2 separate regions of the Mus musculus genome follow, and region 1 is linked to region 2. A link is a contact called in public Hi-C data. All regions are on one chromosome and are shown on one strand. Each heading gives the region's core, a stretch centred on a gene start, on an enhancer-like site or on the middle of the called end of the contact. The rest is flanking DNA. Distances are from core to core; before and after follow the strand shown.

Evidence for each region. Hi-C and Micro-C count contacts between places; a contact is called where the count stands out from the background.
Region 1: a Hi-C map of uterus shows a contact between it and region 2, with 3 times the contacts expected there. The contact joins two enhancer-like sites.

The regions. Positions count from the first base shown.
Region 1 is chr4:105,818,318-105,821,934 of GRCm38.p6, forward strand. No RefSeq gene overlaps it. Among named protein-coding and RNA genes, the nearest start is that of Gm29922, 26 kb to the right of the region's middle. Within about 2 kb of position 2,099, at least 14 of the 459 cell types and tissues checked have an H3K27ac peak or open chromatin away from gene starts, as enhancers often do. A contact at or near this core is called in uterus, where this site is marked.
Region 2 is chr4:105,654,905-105,658,153 of GRCm38.p6, forward strand. No RefSeq gene overlaps it. Among named protein-coding and RNA genes, the nearest start is that of Gm29922, 190 kb to the right of the region's middle. Within about 2 kb of position 1,342, at least 22 of the 459 cell types and tissues checked have an H3K27ac peak or open chromatin away from gene starts, as enhancers often do. A contact at or near this core is called in uterus, where this site is marked.

The sequences.
Region 1 (3,617 bases), core at 849-3,348, 160 kb after region 2:
ATGCTGACTTCCCTGGCCTCAGTCCTTGGAGCCAGTGAACAGCTTCCCAATAAACCTGCCTTTAATAGATAGATTAGATAGATAGATAGATAGATAGATAGATAGATAGATAGATAGAGATCCATAGAATTTAAATGTTACATGAATTATAACTGATGGAAAATATCAATTGTGCAACTTGGATGTGTGAACAGGAACATTTGCTATACGCTCAGCAATGTCATAATGAAACACGTGTGGGTATGGAAATACAAGCAGAGGCGGGGCTTGTTTGGGCAACTGCTCAGATGCATTTGGATTTTTTTGCATTCTTTTCATTTCATTCCTCCTGAGACTGAAGATAAGAGTTGCAAAGGACCCAGATATAGCTGTCTCATGTGAGACTATGCCAGGGCCTAGCAAACACAGAAGTGGGTGCTCACAGTCAGCTATTGGATGGATCACAGGGCCCCCAATGGAGGAGCTAGAGAAAGTACCCAAGGAGCTAAAGGGATCTGCAACCCTATAGGTGGAACAACATTATGAACTAACCAGTACCCCGGAGCTCTGGACTCTAGCTGCATATGTATCAAAAGATGACCTCGGCCATCACTGGAAAGAGAGGCCCATTGGACACACAAACTTTATATGCCCCAGTACAGGGGAACACCAGGGCCAAAAAAATGGGAATGGGTGGGTAGGGAAGTGGGGGGGAGGGTATGGGGGACTTTTGGTATAGCATTGGAAATGTAATTGAGGAAAATACGTAATAAAAAAAAAAGAGTTGCATTCCACAGCCCTTTACTAGATCGGACTCAGTGAAAAACCACTCCATTGGCCAGAGCTGCCTACCTGTGGATAAAGCTCAGACCAATCATGCCTTGTTTTTTAACGTTGCTTGGGGTTAAAACCCTTTTACTCACAGACATGGGCTGACATTCTGCCTGGCTTTCATCTCCCTTCCTGGAGTGGAGAGTTCTGAGCAGCGTCATGACCCAGATCTGACTTTATCATGATGGCAGGTGACCTAAACAACAGAAGAGAATTATCCAATTCTAGAAATGTGGGAGAGTTCACACCTCCCAGGTCTTAGACTAGCTGGGGAGAGGATTATGGGTACTTTGTCCTTCACCACATTCAGTGGGTAATGTACCTTTCTTGGGGATTCTCCTGTGTTTAAGAGACCAATTTTAAAGTTCGAGGAACTGTGACCAGGTTAGTAATGCCCTATCTTTAATTTTTCCTTTTTTGTTCCCCTAATCCTCATCCCATTCTTGTTTCCCTTGGACTGGATGTTGTGTCCTATATTCTTTGAATATATGGTCTTAAAAATGATATATTTATAACATTCATTTCTTACACTTTAAAGCCATTGCTGCCTAAGTTCTCTAAGCAACCTGAATAACCTAGAGCCTGGCAGAGGATAGGCCTTCAGTCGCATGTCCTGCAACTGCTCTATAATCTCCAGTACAGGGTTTCTTCTCTTTTGATCTAGAACTTTCCATGGACCTGTGTTTGCCTTTCCTCCTATTGGAAACAGGCCTGAAGACTGATTTGCTCAAACTTTCTTTTCTCCTTGATTTTAGAAATAAGATACTCTATGAAAACAAGACACCAATGAGATTATGTAAGTTAAGATGCTGTCTTCCCAAGCTTGCTGATTCATTCCCAGAACAAGCTGAGGGAGCGCCTGGCAAGCTGACCAGCATCCTTGTGAATTTCCTCAGGCAATGACTATGAAACCACCTAAACTTCAGGATGCTTATCTTTTAGCAAAGGACAATATCTGCTCTGCCCACACCTAATTAAAAGGCCTGATTTCATTACAACACTGTGTGGCTTGGCTGTCCTCCTGGCCCTTTCTTCTTTGAGTAAGCTGAGAAGAAATGTCCGAGGCTGTGCTTTATTTCAACTCTCACGTTCCCAGGAAATGGCAGCAGGGCAGAAGCAGCTGTCACATGCTTGAAATGACAGCTGTTCGATTTTGTGTTTGATAAGTTAGAAAGCACTGGACAGAAGGCACATGATGGGGCGCAGTACATACAAACTATCGCTGTGTGTACTGGGGGACATGGGTTGTCTGTGTGTACCTTACAAATTGCATTTTTCAGCATAAACAGTAACCCTGCCAAACTACCACAGTGTTTACAGAATCTGACGCAATCCATCTGTTGAAGAGCCTTTTCTGTGTTTAGGCTGATAAAATTTAAAACAGTTGGGGAAGTCTTAACAAAGTCCATGGATCCTGATTTGGAGAGCATGTCTGTCATGTTCTTTCTGGGTTATATGATGACAAGATGACAATTCTTACAGAGGGCTGTGGAGCTTGACAAATTTTGCTGGATAGACAGTCAAGACTGAGTCTAAGGTTCAGATGCCTTCCTACACACATGACGTCACCAGCTACTGATGACCAACCCAAGGCTGACACCCTTGAGATACGAAGCATGCAAAGCACCTAGGCTCTCCTCCATGCTATACTCTTTCCTTATAGGTAAAATAGGCATTCCATTAATAGGAATAATATAATTCAAAGCACCTTAACTGGCTAGTCTTCCTGCCATTGGAGGCTGATTCTTACTTCCATTGTAAGCTGAAAGACAGCGATATAAACACTTTCCAAACAATGCCCTCTCTAAGACTTGGTGCCCTACTTTGCTTTTCTCCATGTATTAAATAGTTTTCTATTGCTGTGCTAGAATACCATGACCATAAGCAACCTAGAGATGAAGTGTTTATTTTGTGTTATGGTTTCAAAGAGATAGAGTCCATAATGGCAGAGTGGCATGGCAGTAAGTGGGAGGAGCCTGAAGCCAAGAGATCATATCACAACCACACACAGGGAGCAGAGTGTGAAAACTGGAAATGAGACAAATTTTAAACTGTCAAAACCCACCTCCAACAACCCTTTTCCTCCACAATGTCCCACATCCCCAAAGTTCCATAACCCCCCAAACAATGCCATCACCTGGGGACCAAGTGACCCAAATAAACCTTGTCTCAAAAAACAAACAAGCAAATAAGTAAAATAAGAAGATAAATATACTCTAGTTCAATGGCTTTTGGCCATAGGGCAGGCACCCATGATGATTCTGCTCCCCAGAGGATATTTGGCAATGGCTAGAGATAGGTTTTGTTGCCACAAATTATGAAGGTACTAGTGGCACTATTGAGTAGCAGCTAGAGACACTACCAAACATCCAATGCTCGGGATAGGCTTTCTATTACTAAGAATTCTCTGATCCAAAATGTCAATGGTGTGAGGCTGGGAAAAACCTGTCCTACAGATTAATACTGAAGATTCTCACTACGGCCTATTAACAGTATGGCTTAAGCAACCCAATGTCACTTTCTGATCAGTCATGAAGAAAAGAGGCATACATGATCTTTTCTTTTCTTTCTTTTTTTTTTTAATCAACTCTCATGTTTGCTGTGCATAATTTCAGGAGTGCCTAAAAGTACAGATTGTTAAGCCATAAAAACCATAAAGATTCTGACTCAGTAATTCTGGAACAGGATCCACAAATCTGCTTTTAAAAGTACTACCAGGTATGTGAACGGGCCAGATTTCACAAGTTATTTCCTATGTTAAAACTATATTTAACATTTTAAGTATTAAAAGTACTTAAAGTGTCCCC
Region 2 (3,249 bases), core at 92-2,591:
AGTATATGAGTTACATTACTAGAATGTTCATCGTAGATGTTTATGGAAGAGGGTAGGGTCAGAGGAAAGTTTAGAACTAGAAACAGGAAGCAGATAGGCAGAACAGGAGGTTGGACCATGACAGGACCAGAAGCAGATTCTGTATGCTCGGACTGAGGGGACATAATGGAGATGGAGTTTTACACTGTCCTGGCAGTGAGAAGGGCAGGGAAATCTGAGGAAAGCAAAGGTTGCAAGCCTTCCCTGGGCAAGGCTTTGTGAGTGGAGGTGGTGTTAGTGTGGGAAGGTGGGTCTCCTTTAAAGCAGTGGTTCTCTGCATATGTAGCAGAGGATTCCCTAGTTGGCCTGGGAAGAGAGGCCCCTTGGTCTTGCAAACTTTATATGCCCCAGTACAGGGGAATACCAGGACCAAGAAGTGGGAGTGGATGGGTAGGGGAGCAGGGCAGGGGGCGGGCGGTATAGGGAACTTTTGGGATAGCATTGGAAATGTAAATAAAGAAAATATTGAATAATAAAGCAGTGGTTCTCAACCTGTGGGTCATGACCTTCTTGGGGTTGAACAACCCTTTCACAGAGCTCACCTTAGACCATTGGAAAACAAAAATATTTGCATTACAATTCATAACAGTAGCAAAATTATAGTTATGAAGTAGCAATGAAAAATGTTATGGTTGGGGGTCACAACATGAGGAACTGCATTAAAGGGTTGCAAAATTAGGAAGGTTGAGACCCACTGTTTTAAAGGGTAGCTCAGAGAGCATCTTGGAAATGGTTGAGCCTGAAGAAGCTCAGAAGTCATTGCAGAATGAATTTTATCCTCTGAAACATGTAGGGTGAAGACTTAAGCTTGGATGTGACTGTAGTAGAGACAGAGTCTTCAGAAAACAATTAAGTCAAAATGGGTCATTGGACTTGACACCTAATCAGATAGGGCCACTGGCCTTAAAGAGACAGCCTCCCCCTCCTCCTCATTTCTCTCCCTCTCCCTCTCCTTCTCCTTCTCCCTTTCACCTGTGCCCTGTGACTCCCATCTTCACTGAAGTTTTTACAGAGAGAAATGGCACACGTTGAACCTGTATCTTCTGACTTGATCCTGTGCTGTCTTCAACCAACAAAGCTGCTCTCAGAAGAAGTTCATATTCAGGGTTACTGCTTGTCAGAATTTATTTGAAAAAACCAAAAACAATGCTTTTTTTTTTCTTCAGTGCTCCGTGTGATCATAGCCAGGAATTTTTGGCAAAGATTTTTATCATCACAGTGTGTTCTGTCTACTAATGGGCCAAGGGGCCAGTGGAACACAACACCCATCCACAGAGCATGGGGTGGGAGGGAGGAATGAGAGGAGGAGTGAGCAAAGGTCTTTGGAAACTGGGACGCCACGTGAGCCATTGGAAGTTAACACTAAACAGAGAGGACTGTCAAAGTCCTGGCACTGACAAGAAATCTAATACTGGAGCTTCAAGGCAGAGCAACTTAGAAGTTCAGGGCAAGAAAAATAAAAAATGACATCTGATACAGGGAAATGTCTTTGACCTGGACAATAAAATGAAATTAGCCTGCAGTGTATGTAGAGGATGGGGGCCTTTAAAGAAAGAGAGTTTTGGCAACGCTAAGTGACTTAGCTTTATGTAATGGAAAAACTTAACTACATTCTGGTGCAAATACTGTAAGCTCTGAGTCTAGGGTGACAGTTTCAAAATGCCTTTATTAAATACCCGTTCATTGAGGCAGTGGCCAGTTTCACCAAGTGTCCTCATGTAGACATTTCCTCCTGTCACTTGTCCTTCCTCCCTAGAGTCACTTCCTAAATTAATTTTGTCTCTGGTCCCATTCTGGGGATCTCTGATTAAGGTAGCTGCCTACAAAGTGGTCCCAGGTCGTGTTGGTTGGATGGTGTTTCTGAGTGTTCATTTCTAGACCAGTGGTCCTCAACCTTCCTACTGCTGCGACCCTTTAATACAGTTCCTCACGCTGTGGTGATTCCCCCCACACACCATAGAATTATTTTCGTTGCTACTTCATAACTGTAATTTTGCTACTGTTATGATTGTTACATAGTATTTTTGGAGATAGAGGGTTGCTAAAAAGGTCACGGTCCCCAGGTTGAGAAAACCATGTTCTGGACTCTTATCGTCAACATCCTAACTTCCAATTTGGAGCATACTTCTATCAAGAGACACTGGAAGATTTCCACTAAGCTTCAAACTGTGTTTCCATTTTGTCACAAGCACCCTTTATCATTCACCAACAGACAAAGACCTCAGTTTATCCTGATGAGGATAACGGACTCTGGATATGTAGAGGCACCAGGCTTGTTGCTATAGAGTGGAAACAAGGCACAATATACCAGAAACCTAGGGGATTCACCAAAGTGATCCTTGATACTTCCATGCATGGTCACAATAGTCACAAGGCAAGAGTCACCAAGGTTTATGCATTAAAGGCAACAAGCTCTCCTATCCCTCTAGGATGAGGTCCACCAAGAATGCACCCATGTATTGGCTAGGTATGAGGAAATCGTTAGAGATGTTGGAGATGGAAGTGTGGATTTTGGCCGTGGGAGTTCTGGTAAGATGAAGGGTTGCTTTTCTTCAATGGGATGAGCTCCTTTTGTTGAGTTCCTCTGTGCACTTCCTTGGCTGTATGCCACTCTTTCTTCTAGAAGTCACTTGGAAGTGAAGTACCTACACATGAGCTTCTGCTTCTGCACATGTGGGGAATCTATGTAGAGGAAAGTACAGCTGGGTATGCTCTCAGTTGCGCTGAGTAATCATTTTTGCAATGACACTTCAAAGTAGTAATATGTTGTTAGATTTCTATTCTGACACAACCTTTTAGTGAGGACCCTTGAAATTTTCCCACTACTATATGCCAAGGTGAGTGATCAATTCCCAGTCTTCCATATGAGTTGTGAATATTTTTGTCCTTTTGTTACTTTTAAATTATTTTTTAATTATATCTTATATTTAAAATAGACTTTATACATCTTAATATATGTAGAAATATAATTTGTATATAATATATAAATTTATTTTATATATTTATATGTATATAATATGTACATAAATATATAAACTTACGATATATTACATGCATATTTTATAAATATATTTATGTACTTTAATAACATATGTTATATATCTTGTATTTAAACATTTTAGTACAGGAACAGTTAAGAATATAAAACTAAATGTACTAAAATAAGAGACACTAGTTCACCAGAATTTTAATCATGTTGAAAGTTATCTA